Regions from separate parts of the Lactuca sativa genome. Here region 2 is linked to region 1. A link is a contact called in public Hi-C data. All regions are on one chromosome and are shown on one strand. Each heading gives the region's core, a stretch centred on a gene start, on an enhancer-like site or on the middle of the called end of the contact. The rest is flanking DNA. Distances are from core to core; before and after follow the strand shown.

Region 1 (6,154 bases), core at 3,362-5,861:
AATTTAATTTAAATTATAACTAGTAGATAAACATAAACTACAAACATATAATAATAAAAAAGTAGACTGAAATCGACAATTAAACCTTCAACTCTATTTTTGTGCAAATGAATCGTGTTATTCCATATTTAGAGTAATTGATAAAGATAAATAATTGGGTTGCAAGTTGTTTGTATAAAAATAATAAGTCAAACAACTTAGTTTTTATCGCATGGGCTGAGCCCAAGTTTAAAAGTTACGGATTTTTTGTAAAAGAATTTTTTTAAGATGTTTGTCGAAAAAATGTATTTCTATTCATAGATTTTGGTCCATATCTTTTTAGAGAAGATGCAACACATGTTTTGACATATGTGCCCTTCTAAAAAAGAAACATTATGTGAGAACATGTAGATGTAAATGTTTTCCTACTCACAAATATAAGTGCTAAAAATAGTTTTTCCAAAAAAAAAACAAACACCATCTTTAGGCGTTTTTTAGAAATTTCCTAATTTTCATACCAAAATTCATTTTGAAATCTCTCTCGATCAAAACATACAATACAACAACGGCTTCAAGTACCCCTAACGAAAACGCAAGAATCAAAGAATTCTCTCTTGATCATTTTATTGTATTAAACCCGATATTTTTTTTGACAATATAACAACTTTTCCAGTGTACTCTCTGTTGAGTTTAGAAAAAAACAGTTTAAGGATCGTTTAAGCTCAAACGATAATATTAAGTGTTGAATGATAAGTAACATAATAGGATCACAACAATATTTAAAGAACAATGCAGAATTAAGAACTATGATTACAGTTTGCAAGCAAAGGAATAATCAAATGAAAACAACACAAGTTCGGCTAAATGATATGACGTGTATTTCACTGCTAATTAATACGTACTTATTTCATATCCCCTAGTAACCTATTTATAGTACACACATAACTTGTCATACAAAGTGAAGGCATGCTTAGGCCATGAGGTATGGATGTGTCTTCACGCATAGGAACACTATGTGGATCCTATGTGCAGGAGATGTTCACTAGTGAACACTGCTCCCAATGGGTGTAGTGGTGGTGAGGATTGAAGCTAATTACGGGTTCTCACATCAGATCAAAAACATTTATTTGTATCCCTCTTCTGGTTGTCTTTTTATCTCTCTTGTTCACTAGTGAACAACACCCCCTCCCCTCTTTATCTCTCTTGTTCACTAGCTAAGCAGTTATCGCGGTCCAAATTTCAATAACGGTCACATTCCACTATTTGAAATCGCGGTTATCGCGGTGGTATAGCAGTGGTATAGCGGTTTTTTAATATTATGTATAATTTATATTATATATTTATACAAAATTTATATATTTGATTATTAATACTATATGAAATTAATATCATAAAAATTCATATAAAAACATAACATAATCTATATATAATATTCTAATATAGTTATATGGAAATTAAAAAGTGTCAAAATGTCATTACAGCTCAAGTCGTTCGTGGTTTCCTAAGTACTGAAACAGACGAGAAATGGAAGTTGTCATTTGTTGATTTGTAGTTTATAATTAATTATATTTATTATTTGGACTTATTAAGACAAAAAGTGTAGTGGACTAGTTAAAAAAATAAAGATTTAATATTGAAATAACACACAATCGTTTTTTTCTTTGTCAAAGCAGCCCAATATGTACGAAATTGTAAAAGCGGGTGTAGCGTCGCTATAGCGCTGATGAGTTTTGCGGTAAATAGCGGTCAATAGCGCCGCTAATAGCGTCACCGCTATTTGTAAACGCTATTTCAAAATAGCGGTTCAGTAACACCGCAAAATGTTATAGCGTCGCTATAGCACCGCTATTGATAGCATAGTTCACTAGTGAACGACACCCCTTCCCCCCCCCCCCCCCCCCCCCCAAACAATAGTAAATGTGTTGCGAAAATGTATGATGATGATGAATAATCATTTTCACCCATAAATGAGATGTTCAGAACATACCTTATAGCCTTAGGTTTGGTGGACAATACACATAACTTCACCCTGACAATATATTATAAAAGATTGTACATGATAAATAATTCGTTAAGCTTCAACTTATGTGTTAGACACACCAAAGTTCTGTCTACATGTCTTCAAGGATGATTCTCTCCAACTTTGTTTCACTCTCCATTTCTCCGACCTTTGCTAACACACCAAGACACAATCTCTTCGCCAGTCATGCATTAACTCCTTCAACGAGGAGTGGCTGGCATACTTCGATCTTATAATATCATCGATCACACACTTGGCAAAGTTCACCATCAATGAAAGTGATATCAAAAAGCAATGATTCCAAAAACTCTATGAGTGGAATATATGGTAGTTTGAAGTTTGAAGTTGGAGTGTATTTTTCAGCTTTGACATTGAACTTTTTGGCAATTCATTCAAGTCTTCGGGGTTGATGTCTTTGAAGTCCGCATAAGTGACTTCTTCTTCTTTCCTATTCTTCTGTATGTTGCATAGATAGAAGTCGGCATGTTTAAAGCTTCGTTTTTTTTAACGATTTTGTTTTTCCTTTTAGAGTGATGAATATGAAAGTCTATAAGCCAATTGAACTCTTGGGGATTTCTTTTCTTTTCAGGAATTCTTTGATCCAACTCTCTAAAGACTTTGGAAAACACAACATTAACTATACTCTGACAAAATCAAATCAGTGCAACATAAGACTTGTACGGAAGATAGTCTTCGTTAATCTCTTTGAACTCTTGCTTCTTGACTGTGTTTGATGAATCCAAAGATGAAATATCTGATTATTACAGTTTTTGGATCCATGGTTCCTTCAACATTATTATTATTGGGGAAGAGGCCAGAAGTTGGTGAATGGAGTTAGGGTTAGGTTTTGTATAGGATAAAATTGTTGCATATCATGAAATAAATATTGTTGTGTGAATTTAAAAGTAGTTGTTGAAGGTAGGGGAGTGAGAGAAGAGTAAGATAGATGGTAATTTTGAAGGAAATTAAGCAAATGTGGCCATAAGTTAAAAGCTTATCCTAATTTTTGGCAATTTTTGTGATTCTCTAAGATATATCATATCATATATCAAGCTTTATTTACAAACACAACCCCTAAATTCAAATAAAACTAGTGCAATTGTCCTCAGAGTTTACACAAAGGAAACATATTAAATCTGAAATCACAAAATATAACCTATCAACTTTTTTAAAGTTAATACATTTTAAATCATAAAAAATTATTATCTTAAAAAAACTTACAAAAGTGGACAACAAACCACTAGAAAAATACACATGATACCAACCATATCTTTTAAACAAATAAAAGGATCTTGCAATGCATTTTTGTAGTAGCGTTGACTGTTGATGAGCCATTAAAAGACTAGTAGAACAAAAATGAGTTGTCAAGAGTAGGAATTAGGAAGGGCAATTTGGTCAGATTTAATACGGATTGCATAGTAATGAAGTTGGTGGACAAAGAAATCATTGGTAGGCACCACCCCAGCAGATAAAAACAACACAGAAAAGCCTGTAGTTGGGTTTGATACAATTAACTACAACAACAGACAACAAACAAAGTAATAAATCAACAAGAACAGATTAGATGTTTTGACTAATTTCCTAGCCTGTAATTCAATTCTATCAAAGGATGCTTCATGTCTTTTTTACCCTTCAAATCAAGTAGCTATAAAAAAAAGTTCATATCCTGATCTGATTGCCACTGATTACATGATAAAATGTGCAGTGAAGAGTGTAGACTCAACCTGAAGGTATGGCTTGAGCAGAAATGGAGAACTTAATTTCAGTGGAAGGAATTGAAGTTTGCTTTTCACACAAATGGACACAAATAGCGACATAGGTACAAAAGATTCGTGCCAAAATTAACGAGTAACAGAAGCCAAGAAAACGAATCAGTAACAAAAACAATCAAACAAACAAACAAAGAGTTGCAGATTATACGCAAACTATTTCGAATCTACCTTCTAAGACGAAGAAGATGCCAGATAGCCACCTGCCTCATCGTCTAAGGATAAATCATGAGTGCTCCTGAAAACAGCGTGAATCACCACAACAGCCAATCCGACAAGAATCGATGAAATTATATTCATCGTTGCGCCGGTCAACAACAGCAAAAGTATCGTCGCAACCGATAACACCACAAGGACCACGCCGTCGTCAATTGTACGGTGGAAAATCACCAGAGGCTCGTCACGGAGGAAGTAAAGGAACAACCAAGCCGCCATCATCACCACGAATACAATCAACGAAACCGGATGCCATAACAGACTAAGAAACAAAATCACCAGCACGAGTATCGCATAGTTCATACGGAAGTAACCTATGTTTGTTTTGATTCGTGAAAACGCATCGGAGACGCCATGAGGAAGGTCAACCGAACGGAAATTGAACATCTCTTTCCAGGAACGCCGCGTGCCTAATCCAGATTTTATGCGTGCTTTAGCTCGAGAGAGGTATTCGAGATTTGAACCTCCGCCTGATGACGTCGGAATCGTGCCGTACGTCGTCATTGCCGCCGGTGATCTGAAGAAGGTTTCCGGGAAGGGCAAGGGCGTGGATTTTATTGGTAGTAGACAAGTAATTGGGGAGTTCAAGCTGTCGTGTATGCTGGATAACTATTTGCCGTATTGCGACAACTGATGGTATCTTATTAAGGACTTAATTACAAACCGGTTTCTTTATAATCTTTTTTTTTCGAATTTGATCCCTATAAAATGTTCTTTAACTTGTTAATTCTTAACGATTCTATATTAATCGACTCCTTTTGTAAAAATGCTTTTTTTTTAAGTCGACTAGTTTTGCAAACGTTTTTATAGACCTGACAATGGGGCGGGTTTGGAGCGAATCGACCTTGATCCAAACCATTTTAACAAATTTCAAAATCCGATCCAAACTCTCTCCGTAACCCGCAGGGTTTTAAATAATCAAACCCATACCCTTATCCACCGAATCAGCAGATATCCAAACCCGCCCCGTAACCCGTAAGTTTTTTGAATAATCAAACACATTTTACTTAAATCATAAAATCACATTTATTAAATAAAACTAAGTTTTGATTTAAAAAACACATTATGTACTCGAGGACTTTCTATTGGAATTAAAATCATTATTTTAGTTACTTCCAATTGGTTTTTAATCGTCGATTGCATTGATAAAGAATAGTAATTACAAACTTTAGTCCGGTTGATAAATGACTTTATTGATTTATAAATTAAATTGGTGATTACATGATGAAATATAAATGAAATGAAATCATGACTCTTGGGAGAAGACTGGAAGTCTAGAAGTTGAGTCATCGAGTTCTATGTAAAAACAATTTAGTCTTTGGCCTTTTCTCTTTGGACTTCTGATTGGAATTTAATGTAAACTTTAGGCAATATCAAATATAAATTTATATTTCCAAAATTTATATGGGGCGGGTTTTAAACGGAGCGGATCGGTAATGATCCATACCCGACCCTTTTAATAAAAGGGTTAGCGGGTATGGGTCGTTAACGGGTAAACGGATCAAAACTATGCTCCAAACCCATATTATTGTTAAGGGTTTGGATCGGATCAGGGTCAAAACCCGTTCCATTACCAGGCCTACGTTTTTATCATCCAAAAAGCTCACAAAATTTGAAAATGAAATTTTAAAAAACTAATAGATGAGCTTTTTTAGAACTAAGTTAATCGACTCCTTTTTGTAAAAAGTGCTTATTTTTTTTCTTAAGTCGACTAGTTTTGCAACCGTTTTTATCATCCAAAAAGCAAGCTTTTTTATAACTAAGTCTTTATGGAGCTTGTTAATTAATAACCTCTTGTCATAAGTTTTTTCAATGATTTAGTGAGTCTAATATCTTTTCAATCAACTGTAGACAAACAATTTATATAGGATCCCTACAAAAAAAAAATTAAAAAAACTTTTATATTATGGACATAAAATAAGTTTTTTATTTATAAGCCTTTTAATTTACATATATAGAAGGTGCCTGAAATATTATATACTAAACATCAAGAAAGCATGGATTATTCTACACAATTGTTTTCGGTGTTAACGTAATCTCATCTAAAGAGGCAAACACGTAGTCATTGACAATCCTCTCAATCGGTGACGCAAGCCTGTGGTGCATGTTAATTCACTAGGACAATACCGAACACATAAGATAATTAGTGATTCAGCAAAAGAGAAAAAAA
Region 2 (6,345 bases), core at 1,074-3,573, 200 kb before region 1:
AACGAAATTATATATTAAAAAATATATGAAATTATTTGACAATTAATAATAAGAATATTACATCACTTTTTCAATCATTTATATACCAGTGTTATTTTATTCGTTATATGTTGTATTATATTTGACTAAATTAGTTAAAAGTTGGGTGTCTAATGATATTTTATAGGATCGCTCCAGATTCTATCTACTTCAACTTTTCCTTTCACTCAAGTTCATACACACTGCGCGCTGCAATGATTTCAAATTTTGAACAACTACCCTTTCACTTTTACCTTTTGCCATATAAAGCCCCTGCTGTACAATCTGAAAAGAAGCCAAGTCGTTCCAATTTCCAAATATATAAAAAAGTTATATATGCTCTTTATTTCAAGTATTACTTCACAAACAAAGCTTTTATTCATTTACGTGGGACGAGTATTTCTAGACTGTATCTTATCTTAAAAAATAATATAGAAAAGGTCACAAATCTATTTTAATATAATAATATTAAAAGTCACAAATCTACGTTAATATAATAAAAATCGTCATATTTTTATTTATTTTTTCAAATGTATTTTGTGATTATTTTAAGTTATTTTTTTCTGCATGCTATTTTATAGGTTTTTTTTTTATTTTATTAAATCTCATATAGATTTAAATGTAATAATAAATACATTACAATTTCATTAATATACTTACTTTCTAATTTCAGAATTCTCAAATTAAACTTCTCACTAGTTTTATTTATTTATTTATCTAAATTATTTGTTTAAATTTAAAAAATAAAAAATATTTTTAATTTTAATAATTCATTATTTTTCTTATAAATTCAAAGCTCACAAATATTTACATCTTCATATTTTTTTTTTTAAATAAACTCATCCAATACATGGTTATTATAACTATTATTTATATAATTAATGAATGATAGAGAAGAAATTTGGTAGTTTATGCTGAATCAAAATGTATCCATATAATATATCATAAGTTATAAATATTTATGTAGGTAGTCTAAGTAGTTGATATTGTGAAATCATTTTAATTTAATTGAAATATATATATATATATATATATATATATATATATATATATATATATATATATATATATATATATATATTATTTTAGAATTATGAGTTTTTAAAATTATACTTCTTTCAAGTTTCTATTGTGAATATGAACTAATTAATATTTGAATGTTTAAATTTCCATTTTCATTTTTAAACCAATATGATGAATAACTCGATTTATTTTTCGATGTTTTGACTTGTTTATATAATTCTTAATAACTTCTAATGATTCTAATGACTATCGTAACTCATATATAAGTTACGTTTGACACGTCACAACTAGCTTATAAGTTAGTTTATTTTTTAAAGTTTTTTTTAGGTTGTTATGTTTGATAAACCAAATAAATAGCTAATAAACTATCTTCTTAAAAACTACTCACAATAGTTTTTCAACTAGCTTATAGAGATTTTTGAAAATTCTCTCATATATATTCTTTATTAATTATAATTAACATATTTTTCTACATATTTTTATGTCATTTTACACTTTCCAGCTAACTAATTAGTTAGTTTTTACCAAATGTTATTTTTTATCAGCTGACAACTAATTTTTTGGGTGTTTTCAACACGGAACGTTTGAAAGCTTCTAACTTCTAGCGTTTGACAAAACGCTCCGTTTAAAATAAAAGTGTCGTTTGACACTACAAACTTCTAGCATTAGTTTAATTAAAACGCTTCAAATTCAAATGCTACTTCATTTAACATTTAACAAAACGTTAAAAGCTACAAGCTACCCGCTATTTTTGTCATACACGTCCTTTAGCTATCAACTACATTTTCAACTACTCACAACTTTTCAGGTAGTCTATCAAACATAGCCAAATTACTTTGTTATATATAAGTTCATGCAATAAAAACGTAATCACCAAGGTGAATTTCTAACCTTATATTCTTTTTTTTCGATTTTTGTTGTTCTTTTTCTTTGATTTTTGTTGCTGATTGAGTAAATAAGATGTATCTAAAGATAAAATTTGTACAAAGATGTATCTAAAGATAAAATTTGTACAAAGATCGTATATATAAAAGGCCTGCACTTACGTTTTATGTGGATCCAGTTGAGCGACTCAACGACGCCTGACTCTTTCTTATAAGCAAGTGTTGTCAATTTTCTAATTTGTTAAAAGAGTAACCGCTAATTGTTAGGTTACATAAAGCATAATTAAAATTTAACAAAGGACCTTTTGGTCAAATTTTAAATCTCGAGGCGGCTAAATGCAACTATTCGAGTTCAAATTTCATACCCCCTATAAGTTGTCGCTTTCGACGGTAAATGAGAGGAACATTTAATTAAGCAAATTCCGCCTATTTCGAGATTGCTTTTTCTGAAAACGAAGGTGTCAGTAGTGAGGATTCAGCAAGACCAGGGTAATCCGTAGTCAATTTTCTCCATTAAAACCCAAACTATTGAGCGTCGGCAGAAGATCATACAGATAGGGTAAATGTTTGTTCAGATTTGTTGATATCTTTGCGTTTGATCTTCGTTACAGGTGCCAATTACAATATCTCTAATATTTGTTTAATTCGTTTTAGAAATTTATTTTCATTCGGAGAAGTTTCGAATTGTCGAAAATCTTCAGCCACTCGCCTCGCGTTATTAAATGTTAGTTTATAGCAGCTATACGTGTAAAATTTTGATGCGACTGTTTTGTTGGAGATAGTTCCATAGTTCCATACTTCCATTGCATATAACTCTGGCAAAATGAAGGAGATTTTTGGTGTCGAATTTATGATTAAAATCCGTTTTAATTCGTGCATTTGTGTATTTCGTAACTATACTTGTGTATGACGCTGTAAAATTTTGACGTATTGTGGATATTGCAGGATTAATTGGTGGATGTCGTTTCTCCTTTGAAGTGAAGCTATAACAACTGAAGTTTCTGAAATCTGCTGCCATATCACATACGCAATCTATAGGTAAACTCTACTCTTTCGGGATAATTTATGTATATAAATTGGGATTCTTAATTTTTTGCTGTATTTGTTCAATTCTATTGTAGTGTCCGAAGACGTAATTAGAAACTGAACGATTAATACACCAATTGTGTATCTTGCGCTTCATGTGCTTCAAAGTGCTCGCCATTTATGGTATTTCTGAAATTATTTACTTGATGTTTTGCAGATTTTGAATAGCAAGTTCCTGGATTCTGGAATGATTTGCTTTTTCTTTGTAAGTACAACTTGGACTTGAGATTTGTAAAGGAACTGACTGCTGGTCAAAACTCAAAAGGGTGGACTACTGAGGTATCACTATCAGGTAGGGGTCCGATTACTCTTACAGAATAACAGAGAATTATTCTGCCTCTACATATTTATGGAATCATAACTTTATGGTCGGCAGAGTACAAAGAGTCAAACACAGTAATTGTCATTATGTTTTCATCTTGTCAATCTTTGGTACAAAACATTAAAACCTTCTTTTACGCAGTTGTATTGTCTCTTGAAGAAATTGAATTCACTGTAATGTGTTTGGTGGGAAAGTACATCATAAAAACCACATCAGAAGGCATTCTTCTTTCTATTTCTGAGCTCAATGACTAGAGAAAGGAGCATGGGAAAGCAGGAGAAGGACTCAAATAATGTTGAAACAGTCGTTGTTGCTGTTAAAGCATCCAGGGAAATTCCAAAATCAGCTTTGGTTTGGGCTTTGACTCATGTGGTTCAACCTGGGCATTGCATTACATTGCTTGTTGTCATGCCTTCAGGTAATTTTTTTTTATAAATTTATGCTTCTTTCTTGAACTTCACACCTGTTCTTGATTGTCATTACCATTTTCTCTTTCTTTACTCTAAATTAGGTAAAAGATTATGGGGTCTTCCAAGATTTACTGGAGATTGTGCTAGTCGCCATTGGAGGTCATATTTAGGAAAAAGTGATATAGCAGATTCCTGCTCCCAAATGATTCTTCAACTACATAACATGTATGATCCTAATAAGGTATGTCCATCTAAAGCTTTCCTTTTTCTAAATCTCCATGATTACTGGGGACTGAGTAATTTACTAATTTGCCCTTATCTCATAATAGATAAATGTGAAGATAAAAACAGTTTCTGGATTGCCATACGGAGCAGTTGCTCTAGAGGCCAAACAAATTCAGGCTACTTGGGTCGTATTAGACAAGTACTACTCGAAACTACAATCAATAGATTATAAACTTTTAAATTAGACATAATTTGTATAACTTACCACTTTTTATGTTCCTTGTAGAAAATTGAAACATGAACAAAAGCGATGTATGGAAGAGTTGCAATGCAACATTGTGACAATCAAGAAATCACGCCCAAAAATTATTCGCCTCAATTTAATTGGATCACCCAAGAATCCACCTCAAGCAAACCATATGACAAATCAATCATCTAAAAACCTACAAAAAGACAAAAATTATTCGCCTCAATTTAGTCCCGAGGCATTATCTTTAACCGAACCCGGGACTTCAATTTCAAGTTCTGATCCAGGAACTTCACCATTTTTCATCCCTATAAAAGAAAATCACGAACTCGCTGAGTCGAGTTCAGACTCAGAGAGTGAGAATCTCTCTTCATCTTTCTCTAGAAGGTTTCAACCATGGATGATTGACATCCTCACTTCAACCTCTCAATTCTCTCAAACTTCCAAAAGTGAACATTCTGAAACAGAATTTAGAGGTAATGTAAGAGATGCAATATCTTTATCAAGAAGCACCCCTTCTTTCCCACCTCCATTGTGTTCAATATGTCAACATAAGGCGCCTATTTTTGGAAAGCCTCCAAGGTGGTTTACTTATGAGGAACTTGAGGTTGCTACTGGAGGATTTTCTGTGAATAATTTTTTGGCTGAAGGAGGATTTGGATCTGTGCATAAAGGGTTGCTTCCAGATGGACAAGCTGTTGCTGTTAAACAACATAAACTTGCAAGTTCTCAAGGGGATCAAGAATTTTGTTCTGAAGTTGAAGTTTTAAGCTGTGCTCAACATCGAAATGTTGTTATGTTGATTGGATTCTGTATGGAGGATCGAAGGAGGTTGCTGGTTTATGAATATGTATGCAATGGCTCCCTGGATTCTCATCTTTATGGTAATTCTTACAACTACCCTCCACTCAAAATAAATATAAGGGTGAATTGGACATTTTCTCATACTCAAAGAGTTCATACATACAGATGGGTTAAAGTATCATTTTTCCATTTTTATTGAAAAACCATTCATCTTCTTCCCTAAGAGAAGGGTAAAATATTCATTTACTCATATTCAAATTTCAAACACTTCATTCAGTCCCCAAAAGACAGTCTTTATGTACAGAACATTTACTTTACTCCAGACACACATATATCCATTTATCACTCGTATTGGAGAAGGGTAAAATAGTCATTTACTCACATTAAGACATTCACATTCCATTTAGTCCACAAAACACAATCTTTGTGTGTACAACACATTTTCTCCATACAAGAGATCATTTACACATACATCACTTCATGGGAGAGACAAAATGACCATTTTACCCTTTTGTTGCAAATTGTAAGCACTGTTTACATGGAGTTGTGATGTATGCAGGACGTGATCGGGATGCATTAGAATGGTCAGCACGCCAAAAAATAGCTCTGGGAGCCGCTAGAGGATTGCGGTATCTTCATGAAGAATGCAGAGTAGGTTGCATTGTTCATAGAGACATGCGCCCAAACAACATCCTCATCACCCATGATTTTGAACCTCTGGTATGTAAATATATATATATATATATATATATATATATATATATATATATATATATATATATATATATATATATATATATATATATATTATATCAATACACCTTCAATTGTATTATAAACATGATTTAATTTTGCTTTAAAACATCAACTTTACAAGGTTGGAGATTTTGGACTAGCAAGATGGCAGCCTGATGGAGACACAGAAGAAGAAACAAAAGTAATTGGAACATTTGGGTAAGTTTTTAATTTATATTTTACACCAATTAAATAATATTGTGAATTAATTATATATTTTCTTTATCTAGATACTTAGCTCCAGAATATGCACAGAGTGGCCAGATCACTGAAAAAGCTGATGTGTATTCGTTTGGGGTTGTATTAGTTGAGCTTATTACAGGAAGAAAAGCAGTGGACCTTAAACGTCCTAAAGGCCAACAATGTCTCGCAGAGTGGGTATGCTCCAGATAGCCTTACAACATAATAGACTGTGTACTGTGTACTGTACTGTGTTTGACATGCATTAGACTGTAACTGATGTCAATGGGACACTCCATGCTAAAGACATAAAAAAGTGACCGTGTTTTTTTTTCTCTGATATTTGTAGGC

What was found. A called contact is a pair of places that touch in the nucleus more often than the background predicts.
Region 2: a contact with region 1 is called in a Hi-C map of leaf, with 4 times the contacts expected there. The contact joins the promoter of LOC111906851 here to the promoter of LOC111906849 in region 1. A contact is called at or near these places in 2 of 4 Hi-C or Micro-C datasets (leaf and seed).

Annotation. Positions count from the first base shown.
Region 1 is chr4:169,125,595-169,131,748 of Lsat_Salinas_v11, reverse strand. It overlaps LOC111906849 (PRA1 family protein F3), which reads right to left and starts at 4,611. Exons shown (of 2, transcript XM_023902625.3): 1 at 3,940-4,611; 2 at 1,915-3,341. The coding sequence starts at 4,488. The coding sequence ends at 3,943.
Region 2 is chr4:169,323,408-169,329,752 of Lsat_Salinas_v11, reverse strand. LOC111906851 (inactive protein kinase SELMODRAFT_444075) reads left to right here and starts at 2,323. Exons shown (of 12, transcript XM_042901211.2): 1 at 2,323-2,484; 2 at 2,871-2,963; 3 at 3,169-3,303; 4 at 3,475-3,751; 5 at 3,845-3,984; 6 at 4,073-4,167; 7 at 4,255-5,099; 8 at 5,579-5,739; 9 at 5,897-5,973; 10 at 6,045-6,192; 11 at 6,344-6,345. The coding sequence starts at 3,580.